Linked DNA regions of Mus musculus: regions 2 and 3 are each linked to region 1. A link is a contact called in public promoter capture Hi-C data. All regions are on one chromosome and are shown on one strand. Each heading gives the region's core, a stretch centred on a gene start, on an enhancer-like site or on the middle of the called end of the contact. The rest is flanking DNA. Distances are from core to core; before and after follow the strand shown. Region 1 overlaps Cadps (Ca2+-dependent secretion activator). Region 2 holds the start of 3830406C13Rik (RIKEN cDNA 3830406C13 gene). Region 3 holds the start of Fezf2 (Fez family zinc finger 2).

The links. Promoter capture Hi-C pulls out the DNA fragments that hold promoters and counts their contacts.
Region 2: a contact with region 1 is called in a promoter capture Hi-C map of neural stem cells. The contact joins the promoter of 3830406C13Rik here to the enhancer-like site in region 1. A contact is called at or near these places in 9 of 39 promoter capture datasets (the 3T3-L1 cell line, 3T3-L1-derived adipocytes, cranial neural crest and 6 more), 1 of 15 datasets of contacts at CTCF or cohesin (embryonic stem cells), 16 of 484 Hi-C or Micro-C datasets (the N1E-115 cell line, the Patski cell line, cerebellar granule neurons and 12 more), 10 of 115 datasets of contacts at active chromatin or transcription factors (T-cell acute lymphoblastic leukemia, bone marrow-derived macrophages, embryonic basal ganglia and 3 more) and 2 of 9 other capture datasets (adipose tissue and pancreatic islet).
Region 3: a promoter capture Hi-C map of neural stem cells shows a contact between it and region 1. The contact joins the promoter of Fezf2 here to the enhancer-like site in region 1. A contact is called at or near these places in 8 of 39 promoter capture datasets (cranial neural crest, embryonic stem cells, frontonasal cranial neural crest and 3 more), 1 of 15 datasets of contacts at CTCF or cohesin (stem cell-derived epiblast-like cells), 20 of 484 Hi-C or Micro-C datasets (bone marrow-derived macrophages, cerebral cortex, embryonic cerebral cortex and 5 more), 17 of 115 datasets of contacts at active chromatin or transcription factors (astrocytes, bone marrow-derived macrophages, craniofacial prominence and 8 more) and 4 of 9 other capture datasets (adipose tissue, embryonic stem cells, embryonic tail and 1 more).

Annotation. Positions count from the first base shown.
Region 1 is chr14:12,528,642-12,532,604 of GRCm38.p6, forward strand. All of the region lies in intron 9 of Cadps (Ca2+-dependent secretion activator), which reads right to left. Among named protein-coding and RNA genes, the nearest start is that of Fezf2, 180 kb to the left of the region's middle. Within about 2 kb of position 1,725, at least 24 of the 459 cell types and tissues checked have an H3K27ac peak or open chromatin away from gene starts, as enhancers often do. A contact at or near this core is called in craniofacial prominence, embryonic cerebral cortex, embryonic tail and 1 more, where this site is marked.
Region 2 is chr14:12,281,897-12,285,859 of GRCm38.p6, forward strand. 3830406C13Rik (RIKEN cDNA 3830406C13 gene) reads left to right here and starts at 2,307. Exons shown (of 5, transcript NM_178141.3): 1 at 2,307-2,361; 2 at 3,489-3,572. The coding sequence starts at 3,520.
Region 3 is chr14:12,343,996-12,347,958 of GRCm38.p6, forward strand. It overlaps Fezf2 (Fez family zinc finger 2), which reads right to left and starts at 1,870. Exons shown (of 5, transcript NM_080433.3): 1 at 1,592-1,870; 2 at 354-1,243; 3 at 1-57. The coding sequence starts at 1,190.

The DNA.
Region 1 (3,963 bases), core at 475-2,974:
CCATCTACATTTAACTGAAGCCCCAGTTGCTCCATGGTCTCATTCACACTGGATATAGTATCTGACAGTGGCCCATGAGGTTAGAGTGGGTTCATGTGCAGAATGGAAGTAAGAATTTGTCCCTGTCAGTTAGTAGGTGATTAGGAACAGTCAGCTGTTTCTATCTTTATGGTTGTTTGACTTGTATTTTTGTCTAGTGTATGCATTTCATGTGGGTGCCCATGTAAACCTGTGCATGTGGCAGAGGTGAGGGTATATTTACATGAATGTGAACCTGTGTTTGAAGGCTAGAGGTTAGTTTCAGGTGACGTTCATCCACCCTGTTGTTTGAGACAGTGCTTCTCATCAGCCTGTAAATCACAGCTGCGCTGGCTGGCCAGCAAGTCCCTTTTGATGTGGTTTCTGGGCTGTCTCTCCAGCCTCCTATCTACTATTTTGAGACAGGTCTCCTTATGTCTCAGGTTGGCCTTGATTTTCTGATTCTCCTCCCCAATATTGTGGGTTCTGGGGTTACACTGTGCACTAGCTCAGCCCACATTGCTGTTCTTAACACCAACTGGGTTAAACACACACATTGCCACACTTTTGTGATACAAGGCTGACTGAATGGCAACAGTTCTACACGTGTTACCCAATATAATCTTGGCCAGCAGTTAGAGAACAAAAATTCTTTTCTTTGCAGTTGTTTAAAAGGCTTGGAAGATGACTTGGTGGGTAAGACACTAAGCAAGCACGAGGACCCGTGTTCACTTCCCTAGAACTCACATAAAGCCAAAATGGGTAGTGCAAATCTGCAATCACCATGCCCCATGGAGAGAAGAGAAGCAGAGATGGGAGATGCCCAGAAGCCCACAGGCTGGCCAAACTTCCATACACAGTGAAGAGCAACAAAAGATCCTGCCTCCAAACATGGTGGTAATCAAAGACTGACGCCCAAGGTTGGGTTTTAACCTGCTCTGTGGCATTTATGCACTTGAACTCACACAAAGCTATATCCCCCCCCCCCACATTCACATATAACAAGCTGTACTTGAACTCACACAAAGATATGGTCTCCTCTCATACACTTGAATTCACACAAAGCTATGCCCCCCCCCAACCTTGCATTCACATACAACAAGCGCTGCTTTTGTCAGTGTTGAGCTTCTCGTTTTGTTTTCTGGCTACTTGCTGCTATTGAGGGGGCACTTGCAGTGACTTGGTAGAGTCCCCCCTCCATCTTAGACAAGTGCCACAGTGACATGCTGTCACAAGCAATGAGCACTCGACTGCTAGGTGCCAGTCATAGCCAGGCAGCCCCAAGCCCCGATGGCATGGCCGTTGTCACTGGTGCCCTACATGGCAGCCCTCACTTTACTGATATTGGCATTCCATGGCAGTGCAGGGTGGTGCTCCAAGCTGCAGGCCTGCCTTCAGGACCCTGTTGTCACTGTGTATGCAGAACTGGCGACGATGCTTCCCTTTTCTACATCTGGCCTATTGGCAAGGAGCCTGTAGCAAAACAGGCCTACCCCCAGCTTCCAGCCAAGCTCACAGGCACATTTACCGTCATCCACGTATGTCAAATGCCTCGGTGAAGGACTGCCACATCCTTCACCCCTTACTTTCCTTTATTGAAAGAGACAATTCTAAGACTTTGAACCCAGCCAGGGACAGCTGTAGTCTCCTCCACAGTGAGACTGGTCTCTTTTTAAGGGCAAGTACGAGAAACTGGTGCTTTCAGGCTCTACAATAGGTTTCGCTGTCCCGCGTCCTGAAGGTTCAGAGTAAGAGGCAAGAGCGCATTCACGTGGCTGGTTTGTCTGCTGCTGCCCTCTGTTGGTTTCTCATGAGAATTTTCCTGCCCAGTTTGGGATTCTGAAGAATGCACTGTCTCACAGGCTAGACCAGAAGGAGAACTTTGATAAGAGAACACCATCTAGTTTCTTATAACAAGCAGAGCACCCAAGACTTCCCCTTCTCCTACAATGGATGTCGGAGTGCAAATGGGAGTGGTCATAGAAGCTGGGTTCCTGGCCAGGTCCAGTAAACTGTCATCTTCCAACCTCAAAGTTCTCGTCTGTGTTGTGCTCCCTTCCTCCTCCTCTCCCCTCATCCCTGTGCATCAGCTTGTTACTGGGTAGTTACTGAGGTACCCACATCATGTGAGAGGCCCATACAGCAATCACTCTATTGGTGTGCGTAACTAAGTAGTCCCTGTGCATCTGGCTCCATCATTCAGCTCAAAGAGGACTTCCCTGTAGGTGACCAGTCCTTTGAAGGAGTACTTTTGTTCTATTTACAGTTTCACAAGCAATAGGCATTTGTTAAATGAGTCTGACACATGGGGGACATATGTTTAATCCATGACACCCTTCTCCATGATTTACAGTGTCTCTCCACATATAGTACCAGGCCATTCCAACCTGTGGCTGATCCTACCCACAAAAAAAATCCTCCATGATGCCCTCACCACAAAACAATGACAGGAGACACTGCTAGATCTCTACTCTGGTGATTTGGATTAGTTCTTTCACCTGGCAACAGCAGACAGGGTAGAGTTTGTCAGTGAGGTCAGCCAGAAAGGCGCCAATATGCACTTGAGGTCCACATAAATACAACAGCCAAAGCATGTGATACTGAGAGGCATGCTTCTACTACTACTGAGCCCTTCACTTTTTTCTTCCCTGTTTTAGTGGCTTCCTCTCTGCAGTGCTGTCTGCTGCTGCCCTCTTCTGGAATTACTGATGACATGCCCTGCAGGCTGAGGCTGTGTGACTTGGTTAAAAAAAGAAACAAAATAAAATAAAACAACTCCCACCTCCCCACCCCACCCCCAAGCCCCCAAACCAAAGCAACAGCAACAGCAGCAGCAGCAGCAACAACAACAACAACAACAACAACAACAATAACAACAACAACACAAACTAGACAAACCTGAGTTGGCTCACTGGGAGTGTTTTTTCTTTAAGATCTGACAATTTACTTTAGGATTCAGAAGAGGGGAGAGTATCCTTGGAGTATTATCCTGAGTTATAGATGCATCTTAGTTTTCCCAGAATGCTTGGAGGTCACCAAGGAGCTGACAGAGATTTGGGAACTTTCCATTTTTAAAGCTGTCACATCTTATTAATAGAAAGCTATTCCCAGTGAAATGCAGGTTTCCCCCTAAACTGCCAATGTGTTCATTTTGACAAGTTTTGGGACTGGACTCAAGTTCTTGCACACTTTAGGCACGTGTTCTCCACGTGCTCCAGAGCCTGAGAGGTGATTTTTGAAGTCAGAGAGTACAAGCAATGCAGAGTAGAGGTTTAATAGTCACGAGTGATGGGCACAGGGCTTGCAGCATCCTGGTTTATGCCAAGCAGTGGCCCTCTGGGTAGAAGTGAGGATTGGCTCCTGGGATTCCCTAGGCTTTGATCAAAGTTTGATTTTACAGGTGACCAGACTTTTGCTACTTTAGCTCATTTTCTGCCGTTTTTAAAATAGAAAGGGGCTTATTTTTTTTTTATGTTATTACTTTTTTTTTCCATTTTTATTAGGTATTTAACTCATTTACATTTCCAATGCTATACCAAAAGTCCCCCATATCCACCCACCCCCACTCCCCTGCCCACCCACTCCCCCTTTTTGGCCCTGGTATTCCCCTGTACTGGGGCATATAAAGTTTGCAAGTCCAATGGGCCTCTCTAGAAAGGGGCTTATAATGGAGAGGGCAGCAGTTACCAACATCTCTGTGTGTATTGGGTCAGGGAAAAGTCCAAATAGGTAAGTTCTTTGAAATCAGACGAGTGAATCAGAGCCTTAGTTGAGAGGGCTGAAGTCTGAGTGCTCATCAGTAGAGCATGATAGTACAAGCTTAGGTACAGGACGCTTGTCTGATCCCCATAATTGAAAGCAAAGGTATAAGACAAAGCAAAACAAATCACGGTATTGGGTGTGGTGTTATACAACCTTAATCTCAACACTTGAGAGGCAGAAGCA
Region 2 (3,963 bases), core at 1,057-3,556, 250 kb before region 1:
AAGGGCACATTATGTTATATTAGATATACCTTTACAGAATATACAACTTAAAACGCAATACTTCAGGATCTGGAGAGATGGCTCAGTGGCTAAAATGCTTACTGCTCTTCCAGAGAGCCTAGGTCCAGTTCCCAGCCACTATGCCCCGTCACAACCACCTATAACTCCAGCTGCAGGGAATTTAATGCCCTCGTCTGATCTCCATGGACACATAAATCTCCCCCCCCCAATTTTTTTTCCTATACAGCAAAAATAAGGCAAAAATAGTAAGCTAGGGCAAGCAAGAATCAGCACTAGGAAACATTATCTTCACTACACATGTACAGAAGAATACCACACAATGGGCCAGTTGCTATTTAGACAATGATGGTGATTTGCAGTATAGGGCAGGAGTATCTCACTCTAAAAAACACCCAGATTTAACTAACAAAATGCAGGCTATAAGAACTGATGCACTATGCGGTTGCCAGAGATTTGTCCTCATCAGCTAGTTGTCTCATGGAAAGGATCACAAATGTGATTTGTCATGAGAGGAGTTATGACAGCTAATCTTTAAGCTGAGAGGAAGAACTTTTATGGGTAACTATACATGATCAAAATATATCTAGATAATCTTTAAGTTTCTGTGATATATTCCTGGTTACTATTTTCCTAAAGATTGCAAAATTTATATACTATCTCTTGGTTTGACAGTAAGGCAGACAATGACTCAAAAAGGAGAGGCTCTGAGGAAAATTTGTAGTTTCTCCCAATTGTACTGCTATGCAAACATGCCCAAAGCATGAGGGTACATAAAGTTTGTCTTAATAAACATGAAAACATTTTAATAGTTAGATTGTCTGTTCACATAGTCCAAAAATAGTTAAAATTTATTTTGAAATTCTATAAAACAAACAAGAATGCTTTGTGACTATGCAAAGGCTATTTTATTCATGGGAGAGCCCAGAACACAGAACCATTCAAGGGTCTATTTTTAAAGAGGGAGGGTGTGAAGCAGTTTAACAACAGATCTGCCAAGCACAGGTTACAGTGCTTCAAAATCAGGAGAAATTTCACTCATCCAGTTAGAAAATGCACAATAGGAAACCAAAGTCAAAAATATTTTTCTTGATGCTGGAGAGAGATGGATCCAGCAGTTATGAGTTCTGGCTGTTCTTACAGAGGACAAGAGTTCTCATCACAACAATCAAATAAAGAGTCTCAAGGGGATCTAAATCTCTATTCTGCCCTTTGAGGACACCTATATACATTGTAGCATACCATCCCAACACACACACACACACACACTCACACACAAACACATACCAAAATTTAAAGGGAACTTTACAAAACACAAAATGTTCTTTTGTTGTGGAAAAAAAAAATGTGGCTGGGGAAGTGGGAAGTCCCACACTGAGAATGAAATAATACCTCTATTGAGAGAGTAGCATTATAAGATAGGAAGAGCCAAGTATCATAGTCCATGCCTTTACTCCCAGGACCAGAGGCAGAGAGGCAGAGAGGGGGAGAGGCAGAGAGGCAGAGAGGCAGAGAGGCAGAGGTATGTCCTGTGATTTAAAGGACTAGCCAGGTCTACATAGTGAGACCTTGCCCTAGAAGTAAAGAAGTGAAGATACCTAAGTGTGTAGAAAAGAGGCTTTCAAAATAAAGGACACACTGAGTTCAAAGTGTCTAAATTCGGTGCTACATTTAATGTAGGTAACCTAGGAGGAAAAACTCACTTAAATGTGTTCTGTTTACCCTTTACCAGCTGTGCAACTCTTAGTTAAGACTTTATCACTCTTCCATATCTCTATCTATAAGCAAAGAATAAACAGAACTACTCGCTCACAAAGTTATTTCAAGGAATAAAATGAAGCGTAAGGGTACACTTCTGCACATGGGAGGAGTGCTGTGGGCTAAACAACACAAGGCTGTGAACTTGCTGTGTTGATCTGTGTGCGACCTAGAGGCTGCTCTGCAGGCCTCGGATGAACAAACTTAATGACAAGTCTTTGGATAGTCCCCACAACACTCACGCCTTCCCCCCCCCCCCCCCCCACTGGAACATTCCAAAGGAGGAATATGTTACAGGGAGGAAGCCAACTGTACTCCCCGAAGACTTTATAACATATGCAGAGACCACTTTTTAAAAGCTTGAGCTATCACCACATCTTCTTCCAGGTTTCTAAGGCCCCTTTTGGGGAATCTTCCACAGTCTCATCTCCCTGAGGTGCTCGAACCCGCGCCAGAGCCAAGCCAAGCCAAGTAGCTGGGACTCTGACTGACGTCAGGAGCGTAAAGTACGCAAACATGGCTGCCTGACCACGCCCAGGTCTTGCGCAGGCGTCGTCCATGGCGCGTTCCCGGAAGAGCTCAGAGGTGGGCGCAGTGTGGTCACAGCCCGTAGCCCCTGAGGCAAGGGGGGGATGAGGAGGAAGCTAATGAGGGGAGCCAGGTGACCAGAAAGGTTTTCCAGAGTTTTCTGGGACGAAAGGCGGGACTTGGGGTGGCCGTTGGGCGCTTCCTCGCTTCAAAAGGCAGAGTTTTTCTTGAACTGCTCCCGAAGGAGAGGAAGAGAGGCGGCAGGAGTGGCTTTCCAGGGGCGCCTGGACGCTGCCCTGGTCGGCTGCAAACCTCGCCGGGAGGAAGGCGAGGAAGCCGGGCGTGAGGTGGGCCCTGGGCGGAGAAGGAGCCTGCTGAAGGGCCGGGCAGGCCCCTGTGCAGTGTGCGGAGCACCCAGAGCTCGGGCGTCCGGTCGCCATCCGATCCTGAGCGAGCGGCGTTTAATTTCAGAAAGTTTAGGGAAGTCTCCTTCACGGAATGTCAGTGTTGGATGTGTCTCCCTTTGGTGGGGCACCTTTAGCTTGTGTGCTCAGCCTAGCGCGTTCAGAGCACGTCATTAGCCCACCATCTATACTTGTGCAAGTACTTTAGCCAAGGGGAGTGGTGCCTGGTGTAGTGTGCCATAGGAAGTCTCCAAACGCGAGTGCTGACTTGCTAGAACGCGGCGGGCAGACTTAATCGACTTTTTCCTAAGTTACACATGTAAAAATACTTCCCCTGTTTGGAAGGGTCATGGTAGCACTGAGCAGTCTTCCGCTAAAGGCAAGACCATGAGTTCCCAGTTGGTCCTCAGACGTGTTTGCCTTTCTGTCTATGAGTGTGTGTTGAATTTTTAGGTTTTTTTTTTTCTTTCTGTTAAAATGTCCATTAGTCTTAGTGCCGGCTGTTTGTTTGTTGAAATTCTGTTTAAGATTAGAGCTTGGGTGGAGGTAGCAGATATGAAGCGTCTTGAGTTTACCTGATCCATGGTGTTTTGAGTGAATTTGACAAATGCAAAAAAAAAAAAAAAAATTAATAAAAATGTGCTTGAGTGCATTCTTTCACATTACACATAAAATTGTCAGTTTTCTCTTTTGAGAGAATTAATGTATTGTTTCAGTACTAAAACCAAATCGCACAGTTGAACACATGGGTAAAGATAACTAAATGTTTTTATTATTTAGCAGAAAACTTATAGCCCAGCTTTGATTAAAGATGGCTTCCTTGTTTACTCAAGAAATTCACCTTTCTAAAAGACATGAAGAAATGTAAGTTTTTGAAAAAGATACTTCAAATACAGAGTGTATGTTACCTTTATTAGTGAAACATGCACAGGAAGACAAAAATGTGAAAGTATCATTTTCTGACAGGACATTTTATTGTAGATAACTTCATTGTCTCTTAAGAATGAGAGTAAACGACACAATTATGTTCTAAACATCCACATAGCTATTTATTTTTATATATTAATATCAAAATGTTCCCTTCCTTCACCCTTTCTAAAGTTCAAATTAGATTTTAATAGAAACTTTGTGGTTGTAAGGGTTCTGAGACAGGGTCTCCTGTAACCCAGACTGGTTTTGAACGTTCTTCACAACTAAAACTGTTCTTGAACCCCTGATTTTACTGCTTCTGTCTCATGAGTGCTTGGAGTAAGGA
Region 3 (3,963 bases), core at 620-3,119, 180 kb before region 1:
TCTAGCTCCGGTGTGGACAGGCATGTGGCGGGTGAGGTTATAGTGAGCATTGAACACCTATGGAAGGATGAGAGCGGAACTTAGGCTGAGTCTGCCAAGGGCCTAGAATCAGGCCCGGAGGCTACAATTTACCTCCCTTAACCAACCATCCCATCTGAAGCCAGCAAGTCCTTTTGTCAACTGTGTGGCGATTTTACAGCCCCATTTTACAGAATAGGAAACTGAGGCTCAACTGAGCATCGAACGGAGCGCGCAGCTATTGGGAAGCTCCTCTGCTTGAGAGAAAGGTGTACAAGGCAGCCCAAGAAAGTCAGGGGCTACTAGCTCCCTCCCCCCAGAACCGTAGGCCTCACCTTGCCGCACACTTCGCAGGTGAAGTTTTTGGGTTTGCTGTCAGTAGAGCCCCCCGGTAGTTTGCTGTGGCTCTTGACTCCCCCTCGTTCAGCTGTCAAGGCCGAGTTCTCCTTCAGCACCTGCTCCAGTGGCGCATGCAAGCGCTCCTTATGGGGATAGGAAGCTGGGTGGGGGAACTTGTCCGCAGCCAGGCTGGCCAGTTTGGCGTTCTCCAGCAGAAAAAGCTTGGGGTGAGCAGCCAGGGAAGTGGGGGCCTGTGCGTTGAGGAGGCCGGATGGGAAAAGGTGGCCTCCGAGGAGCTCCGAAGGTGGGTAAGCGGTGGAGTCCAGGTAGTTGAAGTAGTAGAGAGAGCCGCTGGCAGGCAGCCCCACAGCCTGGTTGATGACCTGCGGTTTGATGACCCTGCCGGCGGGCAGCGCAGAAGGCGCGAGGCCCAGTTCGGCCTTGCAGCACACGCCACAGTTGGTTTTGCACAAGCCGCTGGCGCCGCACACTGGGGCCCCCCCGCCGCTGCCTCCTCCTCCACCGCCGCCCGCCCGGAGGCTGCTCTTCCAGAACTCCGAGTAACTGAGCAGCGTCTTGGACGGCACCTCGTAGCCTAGAGGCTGGAGAGGGATCATACAGGGCAGCGGCGAGCAGAGGTTGAGCAGTTTCTTGCTCTGGCTGCTGTCTGCCTCTAACGCAGCAGGCCGGGGCTCGAAAGGCGCTCGGGGCTCGGACGTCTTGGCCATGATGCGCTCGATAGAGAAAGCTAGTGTTTTAGAAGTGGCCGGTGACGCTCCAGCGCGCGGGCAGGCCGGGGGCACCATGGTCTCCAGGGAAGCTGAGCTGGCCATGGCGCGCCAAGCTGGGCCAGGCTGGGCCAGGGCACAGCCTCTCTCCTCTAAGTCTGCATTCCGGAAAAGGCAGGGGGGAAACCGCAATTTAATAAGCACCTAGTCGGCCCGGTCACCCATTTGCATTCAAATGAACAGAAGCAGAACAAAGTGCACCCAAGGGTACCAAATTACCGCCCATTAACCCGGCGCGCAAAGGAACCCACCAGCTATTGCCCTGGGACTATGAAAGGGGGAAGAAGGGGGAGGCTGTACAAAGGAAAGGAGAAGGGGTAGAAGAAAGGAGTCTCAAATTAACACTCCCAGCCCTTCCCTGGACCCAGGCCTTCGCCACGCGTGCTGGGAACTGGGCACTGAAAGAGCAAAGTTAAAGAGGGCCGGAAGAACCACCTCGCTTTTACCTCTTTCCCCCACCGCCAAGGAGATGCGTTCCGAGCCATGCAGCGTGTCTCTTCTGTCACATTTTGATGGCAAACATCTTCCCCTCCGCGTGAGATCACTGTCTTTTACATTCAGCTGACATCACATGAAGTCACTTGAAGTGGAATGACATGGGCGGCGGCGCGACTCCCGTTGAGGACCCTGCGTTCCCCCGCGCCTGCCGGCCGCCGCCACCGCCCCTCAAACTTTAAAGGAGGCAACTAGCGCCCGCGCTCCCTTCGGGAAAGTGCGAGCGGTTTGCGAATCGGGAAGGAGGGAAGAGAGGGAGGGGGGAGGGGGAAGAATCGTGATGGTTTTGCCGGTGGAAGGAGGTGGGGGCCGCCCAAACCCAAACCTAGGCAGAGTTCCTTGGGTGATTCACAACTTTGGGGGGCCTACAGTTTTAGGGTACGCGGGGAAGGCGGGGTGTCCCCGACGCGCTACCTCAAAGGGCCCCTGGTGTCCGTCTAATCACCAAAGTATCCCTTAGCCCTGCGCAGCCGAACTGGGCACCGTGCTAATAAACTGCCATTTACCTACGGAGCCAGCGCCAGCCCCGAACACGCGCAAATGATAATTACCTCATTAGGATGTGGCGCATGGACGCGGGCGTCGCGTTTGGAGGGGGGAACTTGTTAATGGGGAAATATTAATTTATGCAAAAGCAACGAGCTCGCCTTGGCTGGCGTCGGAGGTCGAGAGAGAGCTCCCCGCCGCCTAAGGACGACCTCGAAGAGTCCGGGAGGGCAGGCGGCGTGCCGGGGTCCTGGGGACCTGGGGAAGGGTGGGTGCGCCTGCAGCTCTCTGGCCCACTTTTTCAGTAGGGCTGGGGGATTCTTGCCCTGAGAGGCCTAGGGCTCTTTGAGAAGCTAATCGATCCGAATTGCTGATTTGTGATCGGGTTTGAGAGGCAAAGGCAGGCTCTGCGCCTGGTTTAGGGCTGCGTGCGGGGAGGATTCGGAGGGCAGCTCTCCCGCTGTTGGGTACTTACTGTTTGTATAATTGAGAAGGTCCAATCTCCACCTGTTTAAGGAGCAGATTGAAACAGCAGAACCTCCCCTGGATCCTATTAAAACGTTTTTCCTCCTAAGGCCATTCAGTCGAACCAATTTTCCGAAGTGATTCATAGAGCTGAATTCTGCCAAGGCAGCTCTTTCACTTTTAGCCACTAAAGCACCGCGTGGAACCGGGTTTTGTGTTTTTCTAAAATAAAAAGAAGGATTATCAGAGGGGAGAAGGAGGGGGTCTGAAGGGGGGCGGGCAAAGACTTAGTGTGGCCAGAGGTACAAGCAGAGGGAAGAAAAGGCTCTTTTCTAGACAGGCCCCAAGTAAGTTCGGAGGAATTCAGCGTTTTTGTGCCGGGCGCACAAAAGCAGAGCGCTCGGCGCTGGGTTTGGAGGGGCTGAATTCATGTTTGCAGACCATTCCACCTGCGTATCACAACAAACTGCTCAAAGAAGCTCCAGCACTTTCAACAGGCCGGGTGCTCTTGGTGACAACAAAAGTGGTCGAGGCTGAGGGTTCTTATGGGGGGGGGGGGGCTAGCTAGAGAAGGAGAGAATTAGGTTTAGGGAAAAGAGGGGCTGTGCATGGGGTTTTTGAAAACTTTTGGCTGTTTTTGTTCGTCGGACAATTATATCTTGCCAGCCGGCTTTTGCAAGACCAAGAGCTTTGTAGCCGCAAAGGCAGTTTAAGAGGATTACGGTGGGTATAATATGAGCAAACAGGGTTGAGGGTTTGATAGTCAATTCCTTCTCCAGAGATATAGCATCAGCGGAGCCGGGGAAAGTGCCGGTGAAGGCAAACCCTCTTCTCCGTTTGCAGCTGAGTGTCCATCTGATCCCCGGCCCACTACTACCCATCCCAGGGAAAACTGTCCATCCAACGCCAGACGGACGAGCAAAGCTCTAGTTTGGACTGCAGCCGAACAACATCCTATCCTCGGCAAAACTCTTTCCTTCCATCCACCTATCTAGCTGTGTCTCCTCCGATGGCCATTTCAGATCAGGTGTGGATGGAGCAGGTAGAGAAAAGAAAAGTATAGCTGGGGAACGGGTGGGGGTGGGGGCCAACAGACAGAGATCTCCAAGGAGAAGTGACAGTGGAAATGGTCTATGATAGACTAATAATCTCATCCTGCCAAACTCTGAAACTGTCCTCAAATTCAGCAATTATGAGTCTGTCTCCTTAATATCCACCACCACACACACAAAGCTGAAACTTCCAGGTATCAAAGCTAGAGTCCTGCCCAACTGGAGAAGAATATTTTCACACCGCCCATTCAATTTAAGACATTCCCACGGGGGATGTAAGTCCACACCCAATGTCCCCCATCTCTATGTAAATGACAAAC